3 separate regions of the Mus musculus genome follow, and regions 1 and 3 are each linked to region 2. Evidence: chromatin contacts called from public HiChIP or PLAC-seq data. All regions are on one chromosome and are shown on one strand. The core of a region is the stretch at or near the end of the contact, and the rest is flanking DNA. Distances in the headings are between cores, read along the strand shown. Region 1 overlaps Atp2b1 (ATPase, Ca++ transporting, plasma membrane 1). Region 2 has its middle 19 kb from the start of Gm8633. Region 3 holds the start of Atp2b1 (ATPase, Ca++ transporting, plasma membrane 1).

What was found. HiChIP or PLAC-seq counts read pairs in DNA pulled down with a chosen protein or histone mark.
Region 1: a FOXA1 HiChIP or PLAC-seq map of pancreatic cancer cells shows a contact between it and region 2. The contact joins two enhancer-like sites. A contact is called at or near these places in 2 of 115 datasets of contacts at active chromatin or transcription factors (embryonic fibroblasts and pancreatic cancer cells) and 1 of 9 other capture datasets (embryonic stem cells).
Region 3: a contact with region 2 is called in a FOXA1 HiChIP or PLAC-seq map of pancreatic cancer cells. The contact joins the promoter of Atp2b1 here to the enhancer-like site in region 2. A contact is called at or near these places in 5 of 39 promoter capture datasets (the 3T3-L1 cell line, 3T3-L1-derived adipocytes, cranial neural crest and 1 more), 1 of 15 datasets of contacts at CTCF or cohesin (the NIH/3T3 cell line), 1 of 484 Hi-C or Micro-C datasets (embryonic fibroblasts) and 4 of 115 datasets of contacts at active chromatin or transcription factors (the NIH/3T3 cell line, craniofacial prominence, pancreatic cancer cells and 1 more).

What each region holds. Positions count from the first base shown.
Region 1 is chr10:98,972,796-98,976,204 of GRCm38.p6, forward strand. The region is part of intron 2 of Atp2b1 (ATPase, Ca++ transporting, plasma membrane 1); the gene reads left to right. Among named protein-coding and RNA genes, the nearest start is that of Atp2b1, 59 kb to the left of the region's middle. Within about 2 kb of position 1,251, at least 37 of the 459 cell types and tissues checked have an H3K27ac peak or open chromatin away from gene starts, as enhancers often do. A contact at or near this core is called in pancreatic cancer cells, where this site is marked.
Region 2 is chr10:98,369,208-98,372,511 of GRCm38.p6, forward strand. No RefSeq gene overlaps it. Among named protein-coding and RNA genes, the nearest start is that of Gm8633, 19 kb to the left of the region's middle. Within about 2 kb of position 1,599, at least 7 of the 459 cell types and tissues checked have an H3K27ac peak or open chromatin away from gene starts, as enhancers often do. A contact at or near this core is called in pancreatic cancer cells, where this site is marked.
Region 3 is chr10:98,913,147-98,916,554 of GRCm38.p6, forward strand. Atp2b1 (ATPase, Ca++ transporting, plasma membrane 1) reads left to right here and starts at 2,006. Exons shown (of 21, transcript NM_026482.2): 1 at 2,006-2,225.

The DNA.
Region 1 (3,409 bases), core at 1-2,500, 600 kb after region 2:
AATGTCATATTTTTGCGGTATGTTTTAGAACAAGCATGTATCTCACGTTCCTCGGAGCTTTGTGCTAAAATAATCTGTTTATAACATCCTAACACCTAAAATTCTTTTAAACTGTTCTTCTCTCGTGTTTTACTTTCCTCTATCGAGTCTATTATTCCTGCTCTAAATCCCATTTCTCGGTCCGCTAACTTTCACGGTGGCTTCGGGTATCTTTTCTACCTTACCCCCGTTATCTTTCTTGTGCTTTGTGCTGGGTGGCAGAGAAGACTCTGCTGCAGGCTTCTGGATGCATGCCTCTAGCTCCCGTATCATATTTGTTATGTCGTAATACTGCACCAAACAAGGTATAAAAGTGAATTAATACAAATTAAAGACAGATGCTGAGTTACCGGGCGTGGCTTCGTGCGCCACAGAGGGAAGAAGTCAGGTGAAGCGGAGCTTTCTAAGTGATGATTATCAAAATGAGGCAAAAGAGGGGCTAAAGTAAAAACCAACAGGGGAAGCTAAAGACGTCATTAGGAACAGTGGCGGTGCATGATGGGAGGCAGGAGAGGCATAGCAGCTGTTGTCATTGGTTGCCTAGTTTCCATGTTTTAAGTGGCAGCTGATATTTGCTCTCCCTAGAAGTAAGTCTCTGGCACCTGTGTACTTTGACCTTGTCTCCATGTGGTGATACAGTTTAAGTCTTAGAGAAAATCGACCTTTCCCTAGGGATAAATCATTAGTGACTTAGGGGCTCTTAAAAAAAAAATGCTCTCATGCCCTGTGGTTTGGGCTCGGTTTTGCAGATTAGCACCAATGTTTGCATGGCTGTGGTGTGTTAGCATGTACGGTCTTGTGCTTCTGAGTTCCATGTCGCTCCCGCACAGCCTGGTCCGAGAAAAGGGTTGCTTGCCCCTGCAGTAGAGCATTGAATGCTTTCTCTGGTCACTTGTTTTCATTGCTTATAGATTTTTTTTTTAAGCTGTGTTAATTAGTTGTCCAACTCCGTAGCAAGCATATAACTTTAAAAGTCATACTTGAACCTGAAGTAACATGTCATTGGCTTTCTATTATGCTTCTAAGTTTCATTGTTAGGTGACAGTAGATCGAATTCCCTTTCTGTCTTCTGAACATATTCCTGGAGTTCTCCTTCTTGCTTCTGCATGTTCCTCCTCCCCCGTACTTTCCTGGTCTGCGGGTTTCTGGTGGTTGGTACAGCCTTCTGGGCAGTGCCATCCAAAAGCCTATTGATGATATCACAGGCCATCACCTGGGTGTTCATAGTTCCCATATGAACAGTTCCTGCCCAGGATTCTCCTTCGCCTTGAGGGTGGAGCCCAGTTCCTCATTCTTTTCCTACAACTCCGTTCCTGAACCTCTCTAAACCTTTCTGCTGAAACTGTCACCTGTGTGGCTGCCAAGTTAGAAACTTGAATGGCTTTGATTTCTATGTGAATTTTTTAAACCCATTCTGGTGTAGTCGTTAAGCCTTAGGAATTCTTCTTTCTTTTTACCCACGGTGTCTTTTTCTTTGTGCCCTGTGGGTAGGATCTACTGTCTTGTCTTTCAAAAATTGAGCTGGGGTAATAATTGGTGTCTCTGCCTGTCCTGTTTCTGGTCTTAAAGCCACCTATTGTTTAGCATTGCTTTTGAAATGAAGCTTAGACTTCTCCAGTAGACCTAGAACTCTCCTTGTGATCTGGTTCTAAGTTGATCCTTTTTCCTATCTTTGGTTCTTAATGTTTGAAGCAGAGAATCTTTCATTTTTCTTAAAAATGGTATGTCACGTTGTTAGCTCTTGTTTCTAGTCTTTTTAGTCTCTAGCATATTTTACCTCCACCTACAACACTATATAAGAAGAGTATCAAGATTGAGATACCAAAAATGAGTATATTGGAATTTCTTCACCCATCCCAGCCCTGTGAGTTTGGAGTCTATTTCTTTGTGTATACTCTCCTAGTGTCCCCTCCACTGCCATCTAATATGTAATACACTGGGTGTGTCTGATTATTAGTCATCCCTACCAAACTCTTGAGTCCTTTAAGGTCAAGAACCAGGGAAAGGCATCCTGCCCGACCCATCCTGTGTGCTTTGTACCTTCCCACAGTGCCTGGCACATGGGATATGGGAACGTGTATTTAAGTCTGACTTTAGATGGAAGGATCGAAAGTTTGAAGGTCACTGAGGGATCACCTTCTCCTTCAAAACTGAAACAGTGAAGAAGGATGCACATGAACACATTGCCATATACTCTTCAGTCTGTGTCCTTCTGTCCTATATAGGGAAGTCACCTTAACTGTTATACCCACCCACCCCCACCGCCACACAGGCATGTACACATATATACATCCATAGTCGCACAGTTCCTAGTTGTATGTGGAATGGATTATCCTTGATTCTCAGCCAAATATACCTGCATCAAACACTCTAGTAAACCACCACCACCACCACCACCTCCTCCTCCTCCTCCTCCTCCCCCTCCTCCTCCTCCTCCTCCTCCTCCCCCTCCTCTCCCTCCTCCTCCTCCTCCTCTCCTAAGTTAGAAGCAACAATTGAGATGCAGTCGTCGATATTCCTTACAAGAGTCACCTTCAGCCAGCACCTCAGCAGGTCTTGGCTCTTTTCCTGGAGGATTGACCCATACCTTCATTCCTGATGGGTCTGCGTCCTTTGTCATCCTGCTTGGATTAGGCTGTTGTAGTTTCCCATTGACTTTAATCACAGGACATGGTAGTACTAAGAGACGCCCTAAGGGATCTCCTACACTCCAGACATAATCTTGCTTACCACCATTGTGAAGAGGTAATCCTCTTCACATTGGACTTGATATAATCGGTTTTGATTCTCTCTGCTCCAGTATAAGATGGTACTGTTACTCTGTCTTACCTGTTCAGCTGATCAGTTTCAGGCTACCTTTTTCTTCCCACCTAGGTGGATGCAGACATAGAAAGGTTATACATTTGGAGCCTTCTATGGATTGTGGTTGTCTGTTCTCTTCATGGAGCTAACTGTGCTTGACCTTGGCTGGTTGCCCTTGTGCCCTAAGCAGCCACGCCCACAGGACTCTGCAGAATTCTCCTGATAGTCCTTGATACATTATCTGAAATAATTTGCTACTTCTCTCATTTAAAACCCAGGAGCAGGTGTTTTCCTTGCTCCCCATGCTCTGCTCAGCAGTGGCAGCATCTTCCCGATGTCCGTCACACTGACACCCTCACGTGGATCCGTCCCCTTGCCTCTTCACAGGCCTTCCTCTAATAATATCCACACGTCCTGTATCGTCCTGTCATCTCTCTGTTCTCTTCATTTCCTTTGGTCGGTAACCTGCTTTGAAGTCTGCCACCCATCTTTGAGAAAACAAACAATACCCTCTCTAGCTCACCTATACTAATTTATTTCTCCCCACTGTATTACACTTCTAGGGGAG
Region 2 (3,304 bases), core at 349-2,848:
GTACCCTAGCAAAACATCATTTGACATAACTTTCCAAAGAACTAGAAGTTCCCACTTGAAGGGCTGATACTGGGATGTAAAGTGAACAAATACATAATTAAAAAAAATACCTCCTATGCTCATAATAGTATTAGATTTTAAAGCTACTTGTTATTAGAATAAAGAAACACCACTTTCTGGTAAAAAGGGAAAATGGGTAATATCTCTGAAGATGGAAATGTGCTTCTCAAATTTCAACATAGATATCTAGAAGATTAACAGTGGGATGGGGAAATTAAAATCATGATGTAACAGATATGAATAACTGTAGGCAATGAGGTTATAGGGGAAGAAGGGGGGAGGGAGAGAGCCCACGTCTGTCCAGAGCTCCTGTGCTCTGGGCAGGTGGATGCGAGAGGGCTGCCAGACGCTTTCCACTCGGCCCAAGGTGGGCATCTAAGCCACTGACCCCACTAGGTGGGGGTGGACAAGGGGCAGCCCCTGATACCAGGGGGCCCGGGGTGACACCCTCGGCCCCAGAGTTACAGGAGAGAGGGCAGAGGGAGAGAGATTCCCACACAGGCGAGAGTCCTTAGTCTGGTCCATGACTGGAGCACAGGAAGGCCTTCCATCAGGAGATTAGAAACGGCTCATTAGGAGAAAGCCTATTCCATCATCCAAGCACAGGGGACCTTGATGATCAGAGACAGTCTATGGTTTTAGAGCTTTATTTTATTAGATATTTTCTTTATATACATTTCAAGTACTATCCTGAAAGTTCCCTATACCCTCTCCCTGCCCTGATGCCCTACCCACCCACTCCCACTTCTTGGCCCTGGTGTTCCCCTATACTGAGGCATATAAAGTTTGCAGGACCAAGGGGCCTCTCTTTCCAATGATGGCCAACTAGGCCATCTTCTGATACATATGCAGCTAGAGACATGAGCTCGGGGGGGGGGGGGGGTACTGGTTAGTTCATATTGTTGTTCCACCTATAGGGTTGCAAACCCCTTCAGGTCCTTGAGTACTTTCTCTAGCTCATCCATTGGGGGGCCCTGTGTTCCATCTTATAGATGACTGTGAGCATCCACTTCTGTATTTGCCAGGCAAGGCAGAGGGAAAGAGAGAAGGTAAAAGAGAGAGAGACCAGCCATAGCCAAGGAAGAGAAGGGGGAAAAGGAGAGAGAAGAAAGGCTAGAGTAAGAGGTTAGAGAGATAGAGGAGAGAGAGTAAGAGGGTGAAAGAAGAGATCCAGATGGGGCCAAGCAGCCCCTCTTATGGTGGGATGTTTTCTTGTTGTTGCTAGGTAACTGGGGAGGAGTTTAGCCTGAAGGTCAGAAGCTTGGGACATTGTGTATGTGACTACTAGCCACATGCTTCTCTTGTGGGGTTTGTGGGGGCAGTAACTTCGATTTGAGCCAGGGTTCCAGGAGACATGAGGGAACACCTTCTGTCCCATGTAGGTGAATTATCACCGCTGGATTTCTCTGGGGTTCACAACCTCAGCTCGACTGGAGACCAGCCTGTCTGTACATAGCCCATTGCTCCACAGATAACACTAGGTGAATTCCATTTGCACCCACGTTCCTCGTAACAGAACTGCGTCAGTTACAGCAGTGGGCATTCCACACTGAAGCAAATTCTCAGAGAGTTAAAGTGAGATTTCATCAGCAGTGAAGTGTTTCCTGACTCTAAATAATATAGTTAATATTTAATCACACAATAAAATATTAACCACATATTGGGGAGAGAACTATGAATCATATGATTAATAAGTAAAATGAAATAGCACATCAAATCCTATGAATTATTGGATTCATTTTACATAATTATATCAATATTTTCATGTTGAACTTTTTGCTTGTTTATGGACGGTGTACAAAATTTAATAAGTTTGTTCCTCATTTGCATTTCACAGTCTTGGCAGTATTGACACTTTCAGGAGTGGTTAAGTCTCTGTTACAGAAAGTCTGACAGAAAGCATAGCAGCTCATCACTAGGTTCCAGTCACAGTCAGCCACACTGTCACAAGTGTTATGTGTACATAACAATGTACACGTGTTATGTCCTATGCCCTGGGAGATAGGCATGGGCCATTGAAAGTCACTATCCACATTTAAAAATAGAAACAGTTAAAGACAGAATTGACCTCTTTAATTGTCTACAAGCAAACTAGACAGCTAATGGAATCCCCTAAGGTCTGTTTCTCTAACTCTTTCTTCTACAGCTTAACTCACTGATCTATTCCACTCCCAGCTTTTCAGCAAGCCTCACTTATCAAGCATTGTGTCAAAGAAAGTGCCATTATTTATCCTTGGGTGTTTGTCCATGCCAAGGCTTGTTTTCCTCATTTTTTATAGCATCGTTACTCATTCTTCAAAATCTATCTCAAATAATACCTTTTTCTTAGGGCCTCTTTCAAATTCTCTGCCTCCAAGTGTAAGATATACCAATATGTCTCAATTTTATTTATTTATTTTTATCACAGACTATTTTTAGATTTCTGTTGACTGGAGTCATATTTTTTCTTCTCAATTGTACACTAGAACTCTTGAGGTTTTTTTTTTCCACACAAATGGAAGTTAATACTAATACTGTTGGGTAAGATACTCAAGAATTATGAAAGATGATTTATAATGATTTTGAAAAAATAAGCAAATAATGCATATATGTGCCAAGATGTTAAAGATATATTGTAATCTGAAAAGTATAACTCATAGAATATTACAGATTTATACAATAGTTCAGAGAAAATGAATAGAAATGCTGTTATAGATTCAGAGAAAATGAATGGCAGGATTCAGCAGTAATGTTTGACAATGGTTATTACTAGGAAAAACAAGTTAATTTTTTTTTCAGTCAAGAGCTTGGATTACTTTGATAATTAAAGTTTTCCCTAACTTTTCTTGCTATCATTTGTACGTTCTTGTTGGAAATCTGTCCTTTTCAGACTACAAATTCAAAAAGGGATGAAGTCATACCTCAACCTGCTCATGAAGTGATGGCCACTTGATGACTATGCATCTACATGTCTGCTCTGACATTGGGCCCACTGTCTTCCCATGGACTCGTCAGTTGGACAGAAACTATTTTGAGGCCATCCCCAGTAAGCTGTGTGTAGAACATTCTCTTTGTATTTCCTCTATCTATCCTGAGATCATAGAGACAAATACCAGAAAGGAAACCCTCAAGCAAGCAAGGCTGCTTCTTGGAGGAAAGGGTTGGAAATTGGTACTAGACCCAAAAGAATCCACTTCTTTGTTATTTTGCTCATAAACAGAAAGTTTTGATAAGATGTTTGATGTATTCCAAGTCTTTCCTGCAC
Region 3 (3,408 bases), core at 756-3,255, 540 kb after region 2:
AGGGCACAGCTCAGAGGTTGGTAATGTCTACCCTGGTGGAAGATATAAATGGAAAAATTATTTTCAGCAGTTTTATCATGGAAAATTTGCTTTTAAACTCAAGTATTTTCTTTTCAAGCCTTTATATTATTTTAAAACAAATGCTACCCGACAGGGAACATACATAATGCAGTACTTGTCTTACCGGTGTGCTTTGGAGAAGACTATGAAACTACCAATTCTTCCAATTCAGGGTTGAAAAAAGCAAAACAAAACACTTACAGATCACTTTTTTTGATGTTTTTTTCTCAAGCTAAGTGATGCTGAAAATAACACGGATAAGGTCTAAATTGTTCGGGGGAAGGGGGAACCTTTAGTTCAAGCAGAGATTACAGAAAGATGGGACAGGATACACATCTTTAAATGTGTGGATACAGTCAAGAATATCCTTTTTTAAAGTAGAAGTAATCATGAGCGGTTTTCTTTTGAACTGGTTGGACCAGAGTCGGCTACCTTTTACCGTCTAAATACTGCACGGTACTCTGCATGATTTTTTTTTTTTTTCTTGTTCCTTTCTCCTCGGGAAAGATGAGGGCAGGATTTAAGTATTATGAATTAAAGACCCACTAGCTCGCCACAGGTAGGAAAAAAAAAAAAAAAAAAAAAAAAAAAAGCAGCAGCCGCAGCAGCAAACCCAAAAGAGAAACACGAGGACTTCAAGCGGACCTTGCGAGGCCTGCTTGCACCGGCTAGAGGACACGGTTTGGGCGCTGCAGCGGGGATCCCCGGTGTCGGTGGCCGGGCCAGCGCGCCTACAGGGCGAGTGGGCTCTCTTCCCAAAAGGGAAGGCACTTTGGCTGTCGGGCGAGTGCGTCACCGTCCGGGACAGGAGACAGGTCCGCTAGGGAGTGGGCGCCGAGCCGCTCTCCCGTCCCGTGACCCGGCATCGCCTCCACCCGGGGGCGACTCGAGCGGGACCCCAAGTGAAGGGCGTCCCACTGCGGCGGCACTCGTCGCTCTCCGGCTTCCTCACGTTGCAGGAGCCGCCGGGCCGCGCGCCCAGGCACCGGCGGTGACGGACGGAGTCACCGCCCCCTCCTCCCCCGCCGCCCCCTCCCGCGGCCCTCCCCGGCCCCGACACGTCATGGAAACACAGACGTCAGAGCCCCGACGGCCAATCGGAAGCCGCCGCAGGAGGGGAAGGGAGGGGGCGACAGCGCAGGAGGGGGCGGGGGCAGCCGGGAGCCCGGCGCGCAGGGAAGGAAGAGAGGGAGGGGCGCGCGGAGGCGCGAGTCGCCCGCCCCGCACTACAGGCCACCCTTTCCACACCGCGCGCTGCAAGTTCTGATCCCCGCCGCCTCACCCCACCCCGGGCGCGCGCTCGCCAGGCGGGGCCGCGCTCGCCGGATCCTCCCCTTAAACGCCCTCTCCGGGAAGCGCCAGTCCCGGTCCGAGCGGCGCTACCTCCGCTCGTGCGCGCGCGCGCGCCCGCCCGCCCGCCCTCAGGCTCCCCGCGGGCCGCGTCACGTGACCGCGCCCAGCCAAGGCGGCAGCGGCGGCCGCGCGAGCATCCGCAGCGGTGGCAGAGGCAGCGGGAGCAGCTGCGCTGCCAGCGTGGAGCGGGAGGCGTGGAGGTGTGGAGAAGAAGGGAGCGTCGGACCGGAACGGGTGAGCGCCCTCCTCCCCCCTTGCCTGCTCGGGCGGTCTCGCGGGTCACCCGGTGCACACCGGGCCCCTGCCCCGGAGCTGGCCGTTGCCCCTTGAGCTCCGCGTCTGCGGACCGGTGTCCCCGGACCCCGCCCCGGGTTGCACCCCGCCCGTTGCTGCTGCTGTTGCTGCTGCTGCGGACGCCGGCGCGGGGCCGGTTGAGCTGCTGTGCCGAGCGCGGCGCGCCCTGAGCGCGGCTTTGCGGAGCGGAGGAGGCGGGTCCTGCGGGGACGCGAGCGGCCACTCGGCGGCCGCCGGGCTCTGGGCGGGGGCCGGCCGGGCGCCGCCTCCTCCTCCTCCGCCGCCGCCTCCTCGCGGTGCAGCGTGAGTAGGGAGCCCCGGCTGGTGGACGCCGAGTCTCTGGGCTCCGCCGCCGCCGCCTCCTTCCCGAGGTGCAGCCGCACCTCCGCGTGGCGCCCCGAACCCAGCGAGCCGGCTGCGGGCACGTCCCGCGACCCCTCGCCGCCATCCCCCGGACCCACCCGCCTAGCTTTCCTTGATTCTTCCCCTCGGAAAAAATGGTTCCCGCTGCGGGCGAGGTGAGTGGCGGCCGGTGGCTGCCCGCGGCGGGGGCGGCCACCTGCGGGGGAGGCCGGGTGGGGCGCGCAGGGCGCGGCGGGGGTCCTGACAGCTGGGCGCGGGGTGGAGCGCGGCGGGTCCCCGCGAAGTTGGCGGCGCCGCCGGGGTTCGCTCCTGCTAGGAGACCGTAAAGGTGAGGAGGCTTCCTCTCCGCGCGCCTCGGCGCCGGGTCCAGCTCGGAGTCGCCGTCCCGGTGGCTTCTCGTCTACACCCGAGGGCTCTCGGACTTCGCGGGGCTGCCCCTGCTGCCGCCACAGCCCATCTGAACACCGGTCGCCCCTACCCCGGCATGTGGTGACCTTGAGGGCAGCGGTGCCCCGGCACTCCCTCTTCCTGCGACCCGGGAGGGTCACCCATTTAATCCCTGGCTTGGGCCCCCGGGAGGTACTGCCCGTGCAAGGTGAAGGTTTGTCGTCGGCCCCCCGGAGAGGATGGTGTGATAGATGCCTGTCAGACAGGACGGTGACTCCCGGGGAGTTGAAGAGCCGCCTGGACGCTCTCTTCAGGTCTTGAGTCTGGCCCCCCAGGATGTTCACGGGTGCTTCCGATTCATGTTTATGTACTTAGTTTAAAAGGGGGAAAATCTGCTCTGTCCTCGGAAAGGGTCAGTAAGAAAGGAGGGTGGCATTCCTATTGCGGGGGTGGGGGGGGCGGAGGTGGCGGGGGCTTCTTCTCTATTTCATCTTGCAGGAGAATTTTGTGTCTTAGCTAGTTAGCGACCCCTGGGTCTGCGCCTCGGTCTTTGCCCAGGTTGGTCTCTGCACATTTCAGTCACCAGTTTACTGCGGGACTCTAGCATTGGGAATGCTTTTGCTGTTGCGGTGATCGGACCCGCAAGGGGAAGCTGGGGCTGGTCTGCGTGGGTAAAAGGGTCTGCAGGACCTTGGTAAGGACGCGAACCTCCTCGGTAGGCTGTTTTTTTTACCCTTCCTAGGGGTTAGAGCGCTGCAGACAGCCACCTTTGGCTGCTATGCATGCTACTTTTCTGGGTTTATTAATAATCTAATGACTCCTGTCGGTATCGATTGCTGTTCCTGATAAATTAGTTATATGGATTTTTTTTTTCATACGAGTGGAGGTATATGCATGTCTGGACTGTCTGCCTTTCAACATGGAAGGCTTTGTTGTGCTTCACCTCCCCCA